2 separate regions of the Mus musculus genome follow, and region 2 is linked to region 1. Evidence: chromatin contacts called from public promoter capture Hi-C data. All regions are on one chromosome and are shown on one strand. Each heading gives the region's core, a stretch centred on a gene start, on an enhancer-like site or on the middle of the called end of the contact. The rest is flanking DNA. Distances are from core to core; before and after follow the strand shown.

Region 1 (7,854 bases), core at 1,460-3,959:
TCTATTGAAAAAGCGTGGCTCAAGGAGACAAGCCAGCTTGCCTATAGTCTCACAGCTATGAAATAATAGTAAACCCGATTACTCGAGCATATTCTAGTAAAATGGCAGGTCCTGTTCCACCTACCTCCACAGAGGTCACCCTATTGGGGTCAGCACTGCCCGGGCTAAGGAAGCAGGATAGGTCAGAGAGGTTAGGTTTCTTTTGTCAGTTTGACATAAGCTACACTGTAGCTATCTTCAGACACACCAGAAGAGGGCATTGAACCCCATTACAGATGGTTGTGAGCCATTATGAGGTTGCTGGGAATTGAACTCAGAACTTCTGGAAGGACAGCCAGTGCTCCCACCTGCTGAGCCATCTCTCCAGCCCCTAGGAAGAGAAACTCTTAACTGATAAAATGCTTCCAGAATATTAGCCTGCAGATAAGCCTGTGAGGCATTATTATTATTATTATTATTATTATTATTATTATTATTTGAGGTGGGAAGTGCTACCACTGAGCAGGGCATCCTGGGTGGTATAAGAAAGCAGGTAGGCCAGGGCTATACAGAGAAACCCTGTCTCGAATAACCAAAAAAAAGAAAAAAGAAAGAAAGAAAGAAAGAAAGAAAGAAAGAAAGAAAGAAAGAAAGAAAGCAAGCAAGCAGGTAGGGCAGGCCATGGAGAGTTCACTGCATTCTTCTACTTCCTCTACTTCTGTTTCTGCCTCAAGTTCCTTCCCTTACTTCCCTGACCATGGACTGTGACAACGAAGTATAGCCAAATAAACCCTTTCTTCCCCAGTTGCTTATACAGCAATAGAATGCAAACTAATGAAACTGGTTAGAGTCCAGGATGTGAAATTAGATGTCCTGGCCCCAGCTGGGCCCTCCTACCTGGATGACTTTAATATACCAAGCTTTGCCTTCATCTGTGGAAGGAGATGATGCTTACACTAACACAAACCAAGCGCCAGGCACACAGACAGGTCCCAGGGATTTAGTTCTGACTAAGCTTCTTTGTCTCTGCTCATCTCAACAGTCGAGGATGCCTAACAGACCTCTAATGGAGAGAAGGATACGGACAGAACAGGATACCAAGTGAGTGACCTCATTTGGAAAGTCAGGAACTAAGCCAGGTGAGGTTGCACATGCCTCTTGTGCTGCCTCTCAGCACCCAGGAGGCAGAGGCAGGAGGATCTCCTGATTTTGAGATCAGCCTGGTCTACAGAGCAAGTTACAGGACAGTCAGGGCTACACAGAGAAAACTGTGTAGAAAAGAACTGTGTGTGTGTGTGTGTGTGTGTGTGTGTGTGTGTGTGTGTGTGTGTATACTTCCATAGACTCCCTGCTGGATGTTGAGAGTTCTCTGCATCTTCTCCCAAGGTTCTCAGTTCTCTGTGGCACCCCCTCCCGACTCCACTCTCTCTGGCTGGGCTTCCTCCCTTTTCTTTTCTCACTAAAATGATATAACAGCATGGACTAGTGCCAGCCTGGGCTACTTCTTCACCAGGATGCAGCTCTCGGGTCTTCTCCAAAGCTGTAGCCAGCTCCCCACCTGGGCCTTCTGATTGAGCTATCCTCAGCCCTTCCCTGACCCTACTCATCAATGATCCTCCAGGAAAAGCCAGCAAGGGAAGGAGGGGAGAAAGAGAGAGAGAGACAGGAACAGGGACTGGAAGAGAGCTCTGTAGCCCTTTTGGTACCTAAAGTATCAGCCAACAGCAGCCAATGCAGCACACTGTGTGTTAGAAATGTACAGCCCATGCTCAGTGGAAGACAGTAAGTAACTGGGCACAGTATTGCTAGGAGCTGTGGGAAGAAGAGTTATTGAGGCCATGTCGAAAGATGTCTGTCCGTCCAGGCTTGGTCCTGGGCTAGAGCAGGTGGTAAAAAACCAGCTGTGGCAGGAGTGTGCAACCTCTCCCTAGGCCAGGCTCCAAACCTACAAATGTTTGGCCAAAGCAGGTTACACAAAAATCCAATTCTAGACTGAAAAGATGGTGAGGGAGACACCAGCTCTTGCCAGGAAGAGGCTCAGCCATTACCAAGGGCACAGACCCTACTGGAGAAATCTGTCCATTTCTTTATTTCTGCAAAGAGACACACAGTTTTCCCCTGTTCCTGATAACTCTGTCCTGGAGTGTCAGGATATGGAGGCTCCTTTGATCCTTCCCAGCTACCCTGCCTGCCTTGGCCTCTGCCTGTTGCCAGCCTGCTGGTGTTCAAAGCTTAATGCCCCTGCTTCCTTTTCTTTCACTGTGGTGACAAATTAAAAAGACAGTGTCTTTACTGCAATCCCAATCCATTTCCTCCCAGTTCTGAGAGTCTGAAATGCACGGGTATCCTTGGGCTCAAATCTAAGTGTAGCCAGAGCTGCCCACCTATTCTTTAACACTACATTGTATCTACTTATTTGGAGTAAGCCTTCCATGACATAACATGCATGTGTGTGTGTGTGGGGGGGGGGGGGTTGTCAAAGGACAACTTGCCAGAGCCAGTTGTCTCCTTTCCCCTTGTAGGTGTGGGGAACTGAACTGTGTTTGTCAGGCTTGGCTGCAAGTGCCCTCACCTGCCGAACTGTCTCAGCAGCCCAACTCTGGGCTTTTGAGGAAGCTTGAGGGGAGAAAGAATTCACCCACTTGCCCTGTCCAACTTCTAGCGGTGGCCTGCCTTGCCTGGCTCGTGTCTCCTCCACAGTGGCCGGTAGAATATCAGTCACACGCCTTCTGACTGTCCTTCTGACGGGGTTCTGACTGTTGCACCTAGGATGGCTCTTGTGACTTCAAGCCTCCCTATGATCCAGGACAATCTCTCTGTGACAGAGTCAGCTGATTAACAACCCAGATCCACCCTACCTTTATTCTCCCTGACTGTGTTACCTTACATATCCCCAGGTTTCAGGGACTCAGTCTTTGGGCCATCATTCAGCCAAACTCCCATCTCCTCCTCACCCCTAGGTCCTTGTGAATGATGTCCACGGGCACATTTATAGGGCATTTACTGTATGCCTTGCCAGAACCCCTCACCCAACTTCTCTCTAAAGTTCTCTAAACAACCATCCTGTCTGTGCATGCCTTGGGGGGAGCTTCCCATATTGAGATCTCATTTTATAAACTCAGAGGCTAAGTCGCTCCCCAAGGCTTCACAGAGAGCACGTGCTGGATATTGAGCTGGTCCTGGCAGTGTATGCCTGTCATCCCAGTTACTCAAGAGTCTGAGGCAAGAGGATAGCAAGTTCAAAGTCAGCCTGCCTAGAAAGTTTGGTGAGACTAGTTAATATTGATTATCAGCGTGACAGAATCTAGAGCAGCGGTCCTCAGCCTTCCTAATGCTGTATGACCCTTTCATACAGTTGCTCACGCTGTGGTGACCCCGAAGCATAAAGTTATTTTCACTGCTACTTCATAACTGTCATTTTGCGACTGCTATGAATTGTAATGTAATAATCTAATATGTGAACCCCACAGGTTGAGAACCCCTGCTCTAGAATCCTGTAGGAGTCAAACCTCTGGTTACACCTGGGAGGGAGTTTCTCGAGTGGGTTCACTGAGGTGGGAAGCCTCATACTAACCGTGAGCTGAACCATTCCATGTGCAGGAGTCCCTGAACTCAGTAGAAGGAAGTGTAGCTGAGCACATTCCACCTCTCTCTGCTTCCAGACTGTGGGTACCACGTGACCACCTGCCTCAGCGGCCAGGTCTTCTCTGCCATGATGGAGTGCACCCTCAGCACCTCCAGACCGAGCCGAAGCGAACCCTTCCCAAAGTAGCTCTTGTCAGACATTTGGTCTCAGCAACAAGAAAAGCAGCTAATACATGAGATTCAGTCCCCAAATAAGCACAAAGAAAGCTGGATGTAGTTCAGTGGCAGTCGGTCCACGGACGACCCTGGGGTCTTCAGCCAGCAGCGTTCAAAAGGGGGTGGGGGAGGGGCTGGATAGTAAATCTAAATTCAAATCCACCCAACTCAAAAGCCAGGGTCTCAACCGCTCACTCCACCTCCCTTGAAGCCACCACTCCTCTGTTTTCCATCGCTGAGTGATGGGTCTCTCTTAACAGGTGCCTTCCTGAAGTTTCCACTTAGAGCCACCTCTCCACTGGCTCTGCAAAGACAACCCGCCTGCTCCTTACCAGATAGATCCTCACCCAGAGCACACACACCCCCCCCCCCCTAACTGCGCGTTGCTGAGACTTTTTTTACCCTGGAGCTGGAGGTACAACCAGCAACATCTACCCCAGTCACAAACCAAAATTCCATTCTACCAGTGTTGCCTTGGGGAAGTAGTTAGGCTTACTTCCGAGAACATTCGGGAGCCAAGGTGACCTTAAAACAGCCACATTGTAAGGGCAGCACCCAGCAGGGCTGATGGCTTCCCTATGGAGGTAGAGACAGATGGAGTCACTTCCTTGGTTGTTCACTGGCTATAAACACTAGCCCTGCCCAGAGAGCCTAGGGCTACACAGGTAATTAGGATGGAATTGTATACAACTGGTGGGGAGGCATGGCTAGCCACTCAGACAGGGACCTGCCTCTTCCTTCTATGAGGAAACATCAAGAGTCCAGCTGTAGGGATCTTTTGTGAGCAATCCAAGCCAAACTCCTGAAGACCTTGGCAATTTAGCTAGGAGGATAAGGGTATATAACACCGCTGTACAATATCCTAGGAGGAAAAGTAGGCTCAGGAGTTCAGTGTCCACTGCAGGATTACCCTAGCGTTGGCCCAAGCAATAGAACACGGGCCCAGCTCCAAAGCCAGTTCTCCTTGAAGCTGCCCATCTCTGCTGTGACCTTGCTCAGCCCGATGGGGCTGTAACCATTCACCTTTGGCGCTGGCAGGGCAGCTTAATGTAACTGAGGCTCTAAATCCCACCCCCACTTTCTTCCTGAGTATGCGCTATTTCACTCAGAGAATTTACCCTGGCTTTGATCCACATCCTCAACTATGTAATAAGATGGTGACCTGCTTCCAAAGGGTTGTCAAGTTCATAAACCTATGTCTGTGTGTGGTATGTGATGTATGCATGTACGTATGGGTGTGTTTGTGTGGAGGCTGGAGATTGATGTCATGTTACAGTCTAGGGGGTCTTGATCGGGTTCATTTTTATTTCTGCCAGCTAAAAAGTTAAAAGGCAAGAAACATCTTCAGGATAACAAATATTGTCAGGGGAAATCCTAGACAGCAAACAGAATCAGCTGGTGAAGAAAGGCTCTTATTAGGGGTGGGAAACACACAGCAATGCATTGAGCGAAGAGCCCCATGAGGGTGGAAGAGGGCCTTGGGAAGCTGAAGCCCAGACAGCTGGAAGATATAAGTAGTTTGGAGGGATCTTCCTAATTTAGGATTGGTCAGTTTGAACAAAGACAGGAAAGCTGATGGCCTCACAACTTTGGGATTAAACAAGTCCTGAGTTAGTCTTGAACTTGGCTAACTGGTCCATGGTCAAAGGGAGCCTGACTGGTGAAAGGAACGCCATGCCAGGTCTTTGTTTTAAGCTACTAGGCTTTTGTCTCAGGTCAGCAGGGCGAGGAAGAGTCAGTTATGCGGGAAGTAGGAAGTCCAACACTTTATCATAGCACAAGATGCTCTCCCTGTCTGTCTGCCTCCCAGGGAATCTGTCTGACTTCTCAGCTCAGTGTCTCCCACTCTCCCTCTCCACGTTGTTTCTGGAGGCAATGTGTCTCTCGCTGTCTGAAGCTTCCTGCTTCTGTTAGACTTGGTGGCTGCGGAGCTCAGGATCCTCCTGTGTCTGATTCTCCACACTGGGTTTGAACAAGCACACTGGCATGGGCGGCTGGGGATTGAACTTGGTCCTCACGGTGGACAGCAAGCCTTTTACCCACTAATCCTTCTCCCTCGCCTGCCCCTGCACCGCTTTTGTCAGTACTTGCCACTCAGCAAACACCCTTTTAGGGCTGGCCATGAATGTCAACTGATCTGGCCAGTGGAGCGTCCTCTGGCCCCTATGTCATCCCAATCTTGCCAAACATCCTACAAAACCCTGTAGGGCTCCTGACTACCTGAATGGAAAGCTGTTTGGAAGATAGGCACCAATCAGTTGGGAGCACATGTCTTAGAAGCTGTGCAGGCATGTCCAGCCTTTGGATGTTGTGACATGAAATTGTCATCTACAAAATTCGTGGTCAAGAAACACATAATAGAGTTACCAAAAAAAAAATCCAAAAAACCACACTTGTGATGTTTTAAGTAACTTTATGTCTTCGTGTTGGGCACTATTCATAAGTAGCCTCAACAGCATGCAGCCCTTGGGCTATGGGTTGGACACAACCACCGGTGGACACTACGGAGTGATGAGGCCAACAGTGGCTGTGAATTCCCTTTGCAAGGCTTTGCAATGCACTTAACAGGCTGAGAACTGAGAATTCCCCCCAACGTACCTCTCAGAACTGGTCCCAGGGGAACAGAGAGGCCTGCAGCTGTCCCCGTTTCCTTCGCCTCTGTCCACCCCACCCCCACCCATTCTGGGGTGGCCTCTGGCTGCAGGAATGTGATGGTATCTTGGCAAACAGACAGCCTGTTCCCAGAGGAGACAGGGCCGCCTCTGGGAGGCCTGCCTCTGCAGACCGGGCCACAGTAAACACAAGGGTCTGTCCTCTTTATCAGCTTCTCTCAGCAGCAGCGGAGACAGTCTGCCTGCTGGGGAGCCTGGAGGTGATAAGCTCAGAGGCTTCGCCCAGCTCCCCGGCAGTGGGAATCTAGAGTCTGCCCTGGCTTGGGGCCCCTTAAACACTTAGTACAGGGTGGTTAGCTGGCTGCCTATTCACGGAAGAAGCCAAGCAAGGTCAGAGTGGTGTCATAGCCTATAAAGCCCTGTTTGCTCTCAAAGACACAGGGATCTGAACTTCATGGTTTTGCAAGACATCATTATCACCAGCGTCATCTCCACAATCAGGGGATGCTCTTCCCTCCAGAATGTTCCAGTCCACACCCCATTAATTGAATGCAGTAAAGAACTTCCGGCAGGGCCTGGAGGGAGCTCAGAGAAAGCCACTGCAAGTAGGGTCGAGAGGACAACTTCCTTGTCATTAGCCCAGTGTGGCTCACAGTGTCATGTCTTTCTAGGTCAGAGCCCACGTTAAAATGTTTGCATTTTATTTATTTGGGAGGGACATGTGTGTCATGACGTTTGTTTGGGGTCAGAGGACAACTTGTGTCACTCAGTTCTCTCCTTCCACCGTGTGGTTCTGGGGAATCAAACTCAAGTTGTTAGGATCAGCAGTAAGTGTCTTTTTGTTTTTATTTTTGGTTTGGTTTGGTTTGGTTTTTCGAGACAGGGTTTCTCTGTATAGCCCTGGCTATCCTGGAACTCACTTTGTAGACCAGGCTGGCCTCGAACTCAGAAATCCGCCTGCCTCTGCCTCCCAAGTGCTGGGACTAAAGACATGCGCCACCATGCCCGGCTGGCAGTAAAGTGTCTTTACTCACTGAGCCCTGTCACTTGCTCACAGCTAACTTTTATGTGAGAGGTCTTGTCCACTGTGGCCTCAATTTTGCAGCTTGCTAAGGATACTAGAAGAAAACTAGAGAGAAGGAAAGAGAAGGAACATGTACTGGCCAAGATTACAGAGCCGGGCAGAGGAGCCCTGAGATCAGTTCCGAGACCTGGGATTCAAAGTGGAGCATAGCCGTCTTTCTATGCTGGGCACTACCTGCCCCACAGCAAGCAGTGAAGGGCCAAGTACATCTCTAAGTCAAGTCCTGGATCTTCTCTGGAGTCTCAAGGTAGATTATTACTCAGGGAGTGACACTGGGGAGACAGCTCCGTGGGTAAAGTGCTTGCTCTAAAGGCATGAGTTTGATCCCCAGGAGCCACAGAAAGGCCAGACGTGATGGCAAGTGCCTGTAGTCCAAGC
Region 2 (7,854 bases), core at 2,173-4,672, 1.1 Mb after region 1:
TCTTCCCGGTTACCCCTCTACAAGCCTCCATCTCATCCCTCCTCCCCTTTGCCTCTATGAGGATGCTCCTCCACTCACTCACTCACCCACTCCTGCCTCACTTACCACTTTAGCATCCCCCTAGGCTGGGGCATCAAGCTTCCACAGCACCAAGGGCTTCTCCTCCCATTGATGCCAGACAAGGCCATCCTCCACTACATACCTCTACCCCTTTTAAAATTTATTTTATGGTGTGTGTGTGTGTGTGTGTGTGTGTGTTTTGCTTTGTTTTGTTTTCAAGACAGAGTTTGCTCTGTAGACCAGAGATCTGCCTGCCTCTGCCTCCTGAGTGCTGGGAACAAAGGTATGTATAACCACTGCCTGGCTAAATAAATTTAATTTTTAAAAAGATTCATTTAGTTTATGTATATGTGTACACCATAACTGTCTTCAGACACACCCACCAGAAGAGTATATCAGATCCCATTACAGATGGTTGTGAACCACCACCATGTGAATTCCCACCATGTGGTTGCTGGGAATTGAACTCAGGACCTCTGGAAGAACAGTCAGTAGTCCTAATTGCTGAGTCATCTCTCCAGCCCCCAATAAATGTAATTTAAAAAGAAAGAAAGAAAGAAAGAAAACAAAATAAAACAAAAGCAGGGAAGAAGAGCAAGCTGCAAGACATATTCGACTTTATTTTTGAGACAGGATGTCACACAGGCCAGCCTGGGCTTGAACTCCTTATATACAGCTGAGGATCCTCTCACCTCTGCTGTGAAAGTGCGGGATTACAGGCGTGTATGGCCAAGCAGTGCTGGGAACTGAACCCAGGGTTTCTCCAGCATGTGAGCAGCATCCCTAGCTCCTGGAAGACGTCCTGACACTGCAGTAGGGAGGAGTGGACCTCACCTCGTGATGGCAAAGCTCATCCCCATCCCGCCTGCTCCCTCCTCCCCTCCTCTTTACTCCTTCTACCTCTCCTCCTCCCCCTCCTCTCGTTCTTTCTTCCCCTTCTCAGTGATGAGCATTGAACTCAGGGCCTCGTGCGTGTTAGGCAAGGACTCTATTTCTAACATCCCCAGTTCTGGGCAAAGGTCTTGAGGCTGGAAGGGAAGGGGTTGGTGTTGCTGGGGAGGGGTAAACAAGTTGAGCAGTGTAGTAAGAGGCAGGACTTTGGTTCTGTTCTCTGAGATGGAAGCCTGACAGAGCTGTGACGGGAACTGGCTGCTGTTTGGACCAAGACACACAAAGAGGAAAGGCCAGAAACAGCAAGGTGGCAGGGAGGTGCCATAACAATTCAGGTGAGAGGTGAGGACGGAAAAGCAGGTGGAGAGGGGTCAAGGGTGAGTGTACGATTTGATTTCAATTTTGACGTGAGCCTCAAGGCCCTGGAGGCAGCTCAGCAGGTAAAGCCCAGGGGACATTCCAAAGTTGTCCTCTGACCTCCAGGTTTGACCCCACACAAATCACACACATATACATTAATAATTAATAATTCAAAAATATTGGATCTGAGCTACAGGAAGAATGTTGTGGTTCTAGGAAGCAAGACAGCAGTCTGGAGGTGGCAGGAGGGATGGGAAGATCAGGATGTAAACTGCTGAGCAGGAACTGGAAATGCAAGCTTGGGGAGAAGGTTCAGGCTGGAGGTATCTGCTCAGCATCACTCCTATAAAGATGAGAGCCCTGTGGACCAGGGCTGAGGACCGGGAGATCACTTGGTTTCAAGGAAGGAGTAATCGAATGAATTGCTAATGATAGCCCTGGGATAAAACGAGGCTGAGGCAGGACCTTGCCAGGGTCCCTTAGATCTGCTAAGTACAGACATAGTGGGACTGCGGCTCAGCTGGCTGAGTATGTGATTAACCTGTGAGGAGCCCTGGTTTCAGAGCCCCGCTATCATTAACAGGGCCTGGGGGTGCATACTGGTCATCCCAGCACTCCAGAGGCAGAGGCCAGAGGATCAAAGGCTCAAGGACATCTTTGACTACATAATGGGTTTGAGGGTACAGGAACTTCTTCCTCCCCAAAAGGGATAGAACTTACTGGCAGCATGTGAGCCGGAATGGAAATGATTCTAAATCATGGGGATGCCAATGGATACAAGAAAAGGAAGAATGTAGCATTTTTCCTTTAAAAAAAAATTTTTTTTTATGTGTATGTGTGTACTTGCATGAGTTTATGTGCACCATGTGCAGGAAAGTGCCTACAAAGCCCAGAAGAGGGCATCAGATTCATTGGAAATGGAATTACAGATGGTTATGGCTGTCATATGGGTGCTGGGAGCAGAACCCAGGTCCTTTGTTAGGGCAGGAAGCACTCTAGCCACTGGGCCACCTCTCTAGCCTCAAAATCCGGATATATATATATAATTTTTATTTATTTTAAATTGTATCTAATTGTGTGTCTGCTTGTAGGTGCAGATGCCACAGAGCCCAGTGGTATCAGACCTCCTGGAGCTAGAGTTACAGACTGATGTGAGTCGCCTGGGTGGGTACCGGAACCAAATCTAGGTCCTCTGCAAATGCAATAAGCACTCTAACCGCTGAGCCATCTCTCCCATCACAAACGCATCATTTTAAATAGACGTTTAGTATGTTTTTCTCTCCCCAACCCAACCTGACATTTGATTCCCCCAGCTTTAGACACACTGAGGCAACTAACCTGGCCAGCTCAGTTGGAAAAGAGGCAGTTCTGAAAAAGAGAGTGGACCGGTGGAGGCTCAACACCATTAGCAGGCCCTGCACCTGCTGCTTTAAGCCTCCTGTCCTTAGGGAGTCCCCACTACAAACCCAAATATTCCCAGTATGCAGGTATGTAAAATGGTGGTAAGCAAGTCTTCGTTGTCCCTCACAGAGGTGGAACACAGTACAGACTGGGTTGGCTACTGAGGAGGAAGGAAGGAAGCCAAGAGAATCCCTCAGCTTGGCATGGAAGAGGTAGCGGGGACAAGGAATTGTAGTGTCCTCAGAGAGTCTGTTGGTGCAGCCTGTGGAGAGGCTAAACAGGATTCAGGTCAGGCTGTGAGTTGGAAAAGGACAGGTCTCAGTGAACTGAGCCTGGAACAGAGGTGGAGGCGACCCTGAAGGTAGAGTCATGGTAGGGTTAGGGAACAGAGATCCAGAGGCTCAGGTAAAAAGATGAACAGAAAGGAGCCTGAGGTGACCCGAGGAGCGGGAGGCTCCCGCGTGCTGAGTGAGCCGCAGGAGCAGGCTGGTGGCGCGCGGGCGCGTGTCCCCTGTGGTGCAGGGTGGCCACACTGGCGGGGCGCCCCCGCGTGGGCCGCTAGCCCAAGATGGCGATGGAGGGGCGGGCGAGCTGGCCGCGGCCCCGGCCCCCGCGCCGGCCCCCGCTCGGGCCCCGGCCCCGGAGGCCGCGCCCCCGCCCGCGGCGCCGCGCCTCCCGGAGCCACTGACGCCCGGCGCGCCCTCCCCCGGCGGCGGCCCAGGCGCCCGGACGCGGCGGCAGCGGCCCGAGCCCGGCCCTATGGCGCGGGCGGACACGGGCCGCGGGCTCCTGGTGCTGACCTTCTGCCTGCTGTCCGCGCGCGGTAAGGGCCCGGGTGGCCGCAGTCGCGAGTGGGCGTCCCCGGCGCCCGCGATGCTTGCGCGCCGGGGGCTGTGGGGACTTGCCCCCAGGGGGTGTGTGTCCTTGCTGTGCACAGCCTGGCACCGTGCGTGTCCCCCTGCGCGTGGCCCTTGTGCATGTGAGGTTTGCATGTGTGTGTCCTGCGGGGGTGGGGGTGTCCTGCGGGGGAACGTGTCCACAGCGCGTGCCTAAGGCGCCGGGTAGCATCGCCAGCGCGCGGGTGGCTGCAAGCGGGACATGATTCTGCCCTGCCCGCAAGCGTCTCGCGGTCGCGAGTGTGCCTGAGAGAGCGGGCGGGGAGGGAGTGTACACTTACACCTCCATTTGTGTCGGGTGCGTGTGTAACTGGATGGGACTGAGCTAATATTTGGCCTTGGCTTTTGGGGAGTGTCCTTGCTCTTGATGGGGGCGGCGGTGAGAAAAACCACACTCAACTTTGCCCAATGGGTGTGGCCCCTGGGGCCAGCTAGGGAGGTTGGGGGAATGTGGAGGTGTTGTGGACCCAAACCCAGGGTTCGGAGTGGGGCTGGGGGAAGGGCAGGAAACCAGTTGCTTTGCCGAACGCGTCCAACACTCGCTCTCTGGATGGGACGCGTGTCACTCCTGCCCCACCCCCAAGGGCGGACCAGGGAAGCGTGGACGAGATCAGCAAGGCCCCCTCCAGTGCCCAGGTCCTAGTGTTGGGTAGGGTCAAGGGTAAGGATCACAACTGTCCACACCAAAGAAAGGACTGGGGGCGGGGGGAGACGAAGTGTCCAAGTGTGTATGCCAAAGCTGTTTTTACCACCCCCGGCCCTCTCACTCTCAGTGGGGTGTGCGTTTGGGGGACAGCCCAAAGGAGGTTAGGTGGTAGGGCCTGGAGGGGGATGGGCTGCCCGCTTTGTTCGATTACTTCTTGCCTTCCCTGCCGAGGGGGGAGTTAAGGATGTGTCCGGGGCGAGTCGGGGAGGGACTTGGCAGTGGGGGTGGGGAGGGGGATTTTTCTCCAGCTGCTGCGGCTTTCCAGAGAGACTGGGCCAGGCCACGTGGGAGGGAGACAGGGAGGGAGGCGGGGGGTGGTGGAAAGGAGCCTCCGCTGGGCCAACCCCAGGCCCATCTCCAGGAAAACAGCGGGTGGGAGAGTGCTGGAAACAGCTCGGACCCTTGCTCTCCCCGCAAGACACGCCCCTTTCCCTCCGAGACCCTGAACCCGGCTGGGAGCCCATAGAAGCTCGGTGCGTGGGGCTGGGCCGCAGAAGCGGGAGGGCCCGGAGTTGTCAGGTGAACGCGGCGCCAGGGAAATGTCAGAGAGGTGTCTTGTCTGTCTTTGCGGAGCCCAAAGGATTAAGGAATAGTTGCACTTCCCCTCCTCCTCTTCCTCCTCCTCCTCCTCCCTCCTGTTCTTCCCAAAGCTCCAGGAACGCGGGATCCTGGCTGGCAACCGCACCCGCGCTTTATTAAATACTTCTGAGGCTTCAGGCCGGGACACCGGGTAGAGTGTTGGGAGACTGGACTCTTCTTCCCAGTGAACTGACTGAGGAGCGGGCATTGGGATTCTCCCTGTCTGCTACCTGACTGGCTACTGCAACTACTATTCTTACCCTGGTTTAACCTCCTTTGAGTGTGTAAACCTCTGCAGTCTGCAGACACCCCTACAGAGTGGAGGTCTTCCCTTCTTTTCACAGTATTTGCTGAGCACTCTTTATAGGTTAACATGTGCCTGATGCCCAGAACGTGGTGAATAAGGCCCTAGACCCAGACTGTCCGTCATAGGGTCAGGACAAGGAGCCAGGACTAGCAAGGTACTGCAGAAGAGAGGCTCCTCCTGGGGAGACCTGGAAAGGTTCTGAAGAAAACGATGGAGAGAGGAAAAGCCAGCCCTGCAGAGGGAGGAGTCTTCCAGATCAAGCAGGGGGTGCCAACGCTGGGAGGCGATTTAATTCACATCATTGCATCAAGCTAAATCTGGCTGGAGTTTAGAATATGGCGGTGGGAGTTGGGCAGGTGGGGGAGGGGTGGGCCTCATATCCAGAGAGGAGGCGAAGGAGGAAGTCCCAGCTCACAAAGTGCAGTGCCAGTCTCACTGAAGTTTCTGGCCTGAGACCCTCCTGCCCCACTGAGGGAAGCGCCCCTGTCCTGGGGAAGAGGTGGCCATCCAAGAGAGAGTGGTGGCAGCCAGTGGAATAGTAGCTTGGGTGGCTGGATTCTAAAGATACTGAGCAAGTGGAATCAGTAGGGTGTGAGCATAGACTGACGACTTTTTGTTTGTTATTTTATTATATGTGTTCGTCTATGCACCATGTATGTGTGCCCAGTGCCTGTGGAAGCCAGCTGATAGTGTCAGATCCACTGGAACTGCAGTTACATGGTTGGGAGCCACCATGTGGGTGCTGGAAACTGGACCCAGGTGGTCATGACGCGTAGCCAGTGCTTTTGACCACTGAGGCATCCCTCCAGGCCCTGTAGTGGGGTTTTTAAGGAGTGAGGAAAGTCAAACGTAACAGTCTTCCCAGCAAAGCCAACATGAGCAGAATGAAGGGCAGTACCAGGGATAGGTACAATGGCAGTGGTTGGCTAGTCCCCCGACATTGCCCTTGGGTCAAAGATTGGGTCTGTGAGCTCATAGGAGTGAGACCTCCATCTGAGGTCAATGGTAGGAAACTGAGCTCTTTCACTATAAGAAAAAGTGGGGCTCCCCCTTTCCCTTAGAATTTGGAGCTCTGAGAACACAGGGAACTCTTCCTCACCCGTGAAGCCCCTCTCTACCATCCCTTTCTCAGCCTTGATACTCAGGGGCCCATCTTAGAGATTTGCCACCAGAGCCAACACTAGAACCTTTTTAAAAAATGCTATATGTTAATATATGTATGTATGTGTATATATATATATATATATAGAGAGAGAGAGAGAGAGAGAGAGAGAGAAAGAGAGAGAGAGAGATTGAGAGCATGTACATTGATTGGTGTTTTGCCTACATGTATATCAGGGTGAAGGTGTCAGATTTCTCTGGAACTGGAGTTATAAGCAGCTGCAAACGGCTATGTGGGTGGGTTTCGAAAATTGAACTCTGGTCCTCTAAAAGAGCCATCTCTTCAACTCTTGACCCTTCTTTTAATAGTGACTCTTTTTGGGGGGGGGGAGGGGTTGAAAACAAGGTTTCTCTGTGTAGTCCTGGCTGTCCTGGAACTCACTCTGTAGACCAGACTGTCCTGGAACTCAAAGACCCATCTGCTTCTGCCTCCTGAGTGCTGAAAGTGTGCCACCATCACTCGGTTTTAATAGTGACTCTGCTGTAATTTACCTGTGAGCTTGTGAGTATTTTCGTGACCTCATTAACCCTATATTTATAGATAAATTTTTTTCCTAAAGATACCTTCTTCAAGCTAAAGAATCTCATCATATAATGTCAGCACTCAAAGAAACATAGGAAGCTAGGCTTCATGATGCCTATCTGTAACCCCAGTACTTGAAAGACTGAGGCAGGAGGATTGCTATGAGTTCAGTGCCAGTCTAAACTATATAATAACCTAACTAACTCACTTCAAAAAAAGAGAACGAAATTTGCTATGAGTCCATTTTACAGATGAGAAACCTGAGCAACTGCCTAGAGTTATGCAAATAGGAACTGATCTGGAGCTAGACCGGTCGCCTGACTCTTCTTTGTAAGGCAGACCAGCCACTCTTCCCAGGAATTTGGTGCACACATACCAAGTTCCTTGTCTCTGTACTTCTGCCTTCCATAAGAGAAGTTAGCAGCTTTAGGTCGGAGTCTTCTCTCTGGTTGGCCCAAGGCTATGGAATCCTTTTTCACCTACCTCCTACTTGCTCCAAAGGCTCTGAGGTACAGCAACCAGATGCAGAACAGATGTCACTGCCAGGCGTGTCTGGGGCGCCCAGGAGCCCGGGGGGGGGGGTGGGGGGGGAGAGAATCTGTGGAGAAGATCCCAGCTTGATCAGGGAAAGAAAGTGAGGGTTGAGTAAGGGGAACCAGAAAGGAAGCCCTGAAGCCCAGCATGCTCCCTTCTGGGCCAGGCCAGCTGTAGCTCCTCCTGTATCCTGGCAAGAGCTCCAGCCTGTGGATATGGAGGGACACTGGGGACATTGGGATCAAGGAGGCTAAGGGCCAATGAGCTTTCCCCTGGAGTACAAATCGGTATTCTCCAACACACGGTAAGAAACGTATTACTTTGTGGTAACCTTGTTACGTAGTTTTAAGGACAGAGCGCTAGGCTATCTGAGACCCAGGTGGGCTCTGAAGAAAGATAACTGTAAGCATGTGAACTGTAGAGCAGAGCCCACAGG

Evidence for each region. Promoter capture Hi-C pulls out the DNA fragments that hold promoters and counts their contacts.
Region 2: a promoter capture Hi-C map of pre-B cells shows a contact between it and region 1, with 4 times the contacts expected there. The contact joins the promoter of Igdcc4 here to the promoter of 1700055C04Rik in region 1. A contact is called at or near these places in 1 of 39 promoter capture datasets (pre-B cells) and 1 of 115 datasets of contacts at active chromatin or transcription factors (embryonic stem cells).

What each region holds. Positions count from the first base shown.
Region 1 is chr9:64,038,756-64,046,609 of GRCm38.p6, forward strand. It overlaps 1700055C04Rik (RIKEN cDNA 1700055C04 gene), which reads right to left and starts at 2,710. Exons shown (of 3, transcript NR_040726.1): 1 at 2,552-2,710; 2 at 125-164. RefSeq lists an enhancer at 6,029-7,854.
Region 2 is chr9:65,098,064-65,105,917 of GRCm38.p6, forward strand. It overlaps Igdcc4 (immunoglobulin superfamily, DCC subclass, member 4), which reads left to right and starts at 3,423. Exons shown (of 20, transcript NM_020043.3): 1 at 3,423-3,535. The coding sequence starts at 3,472.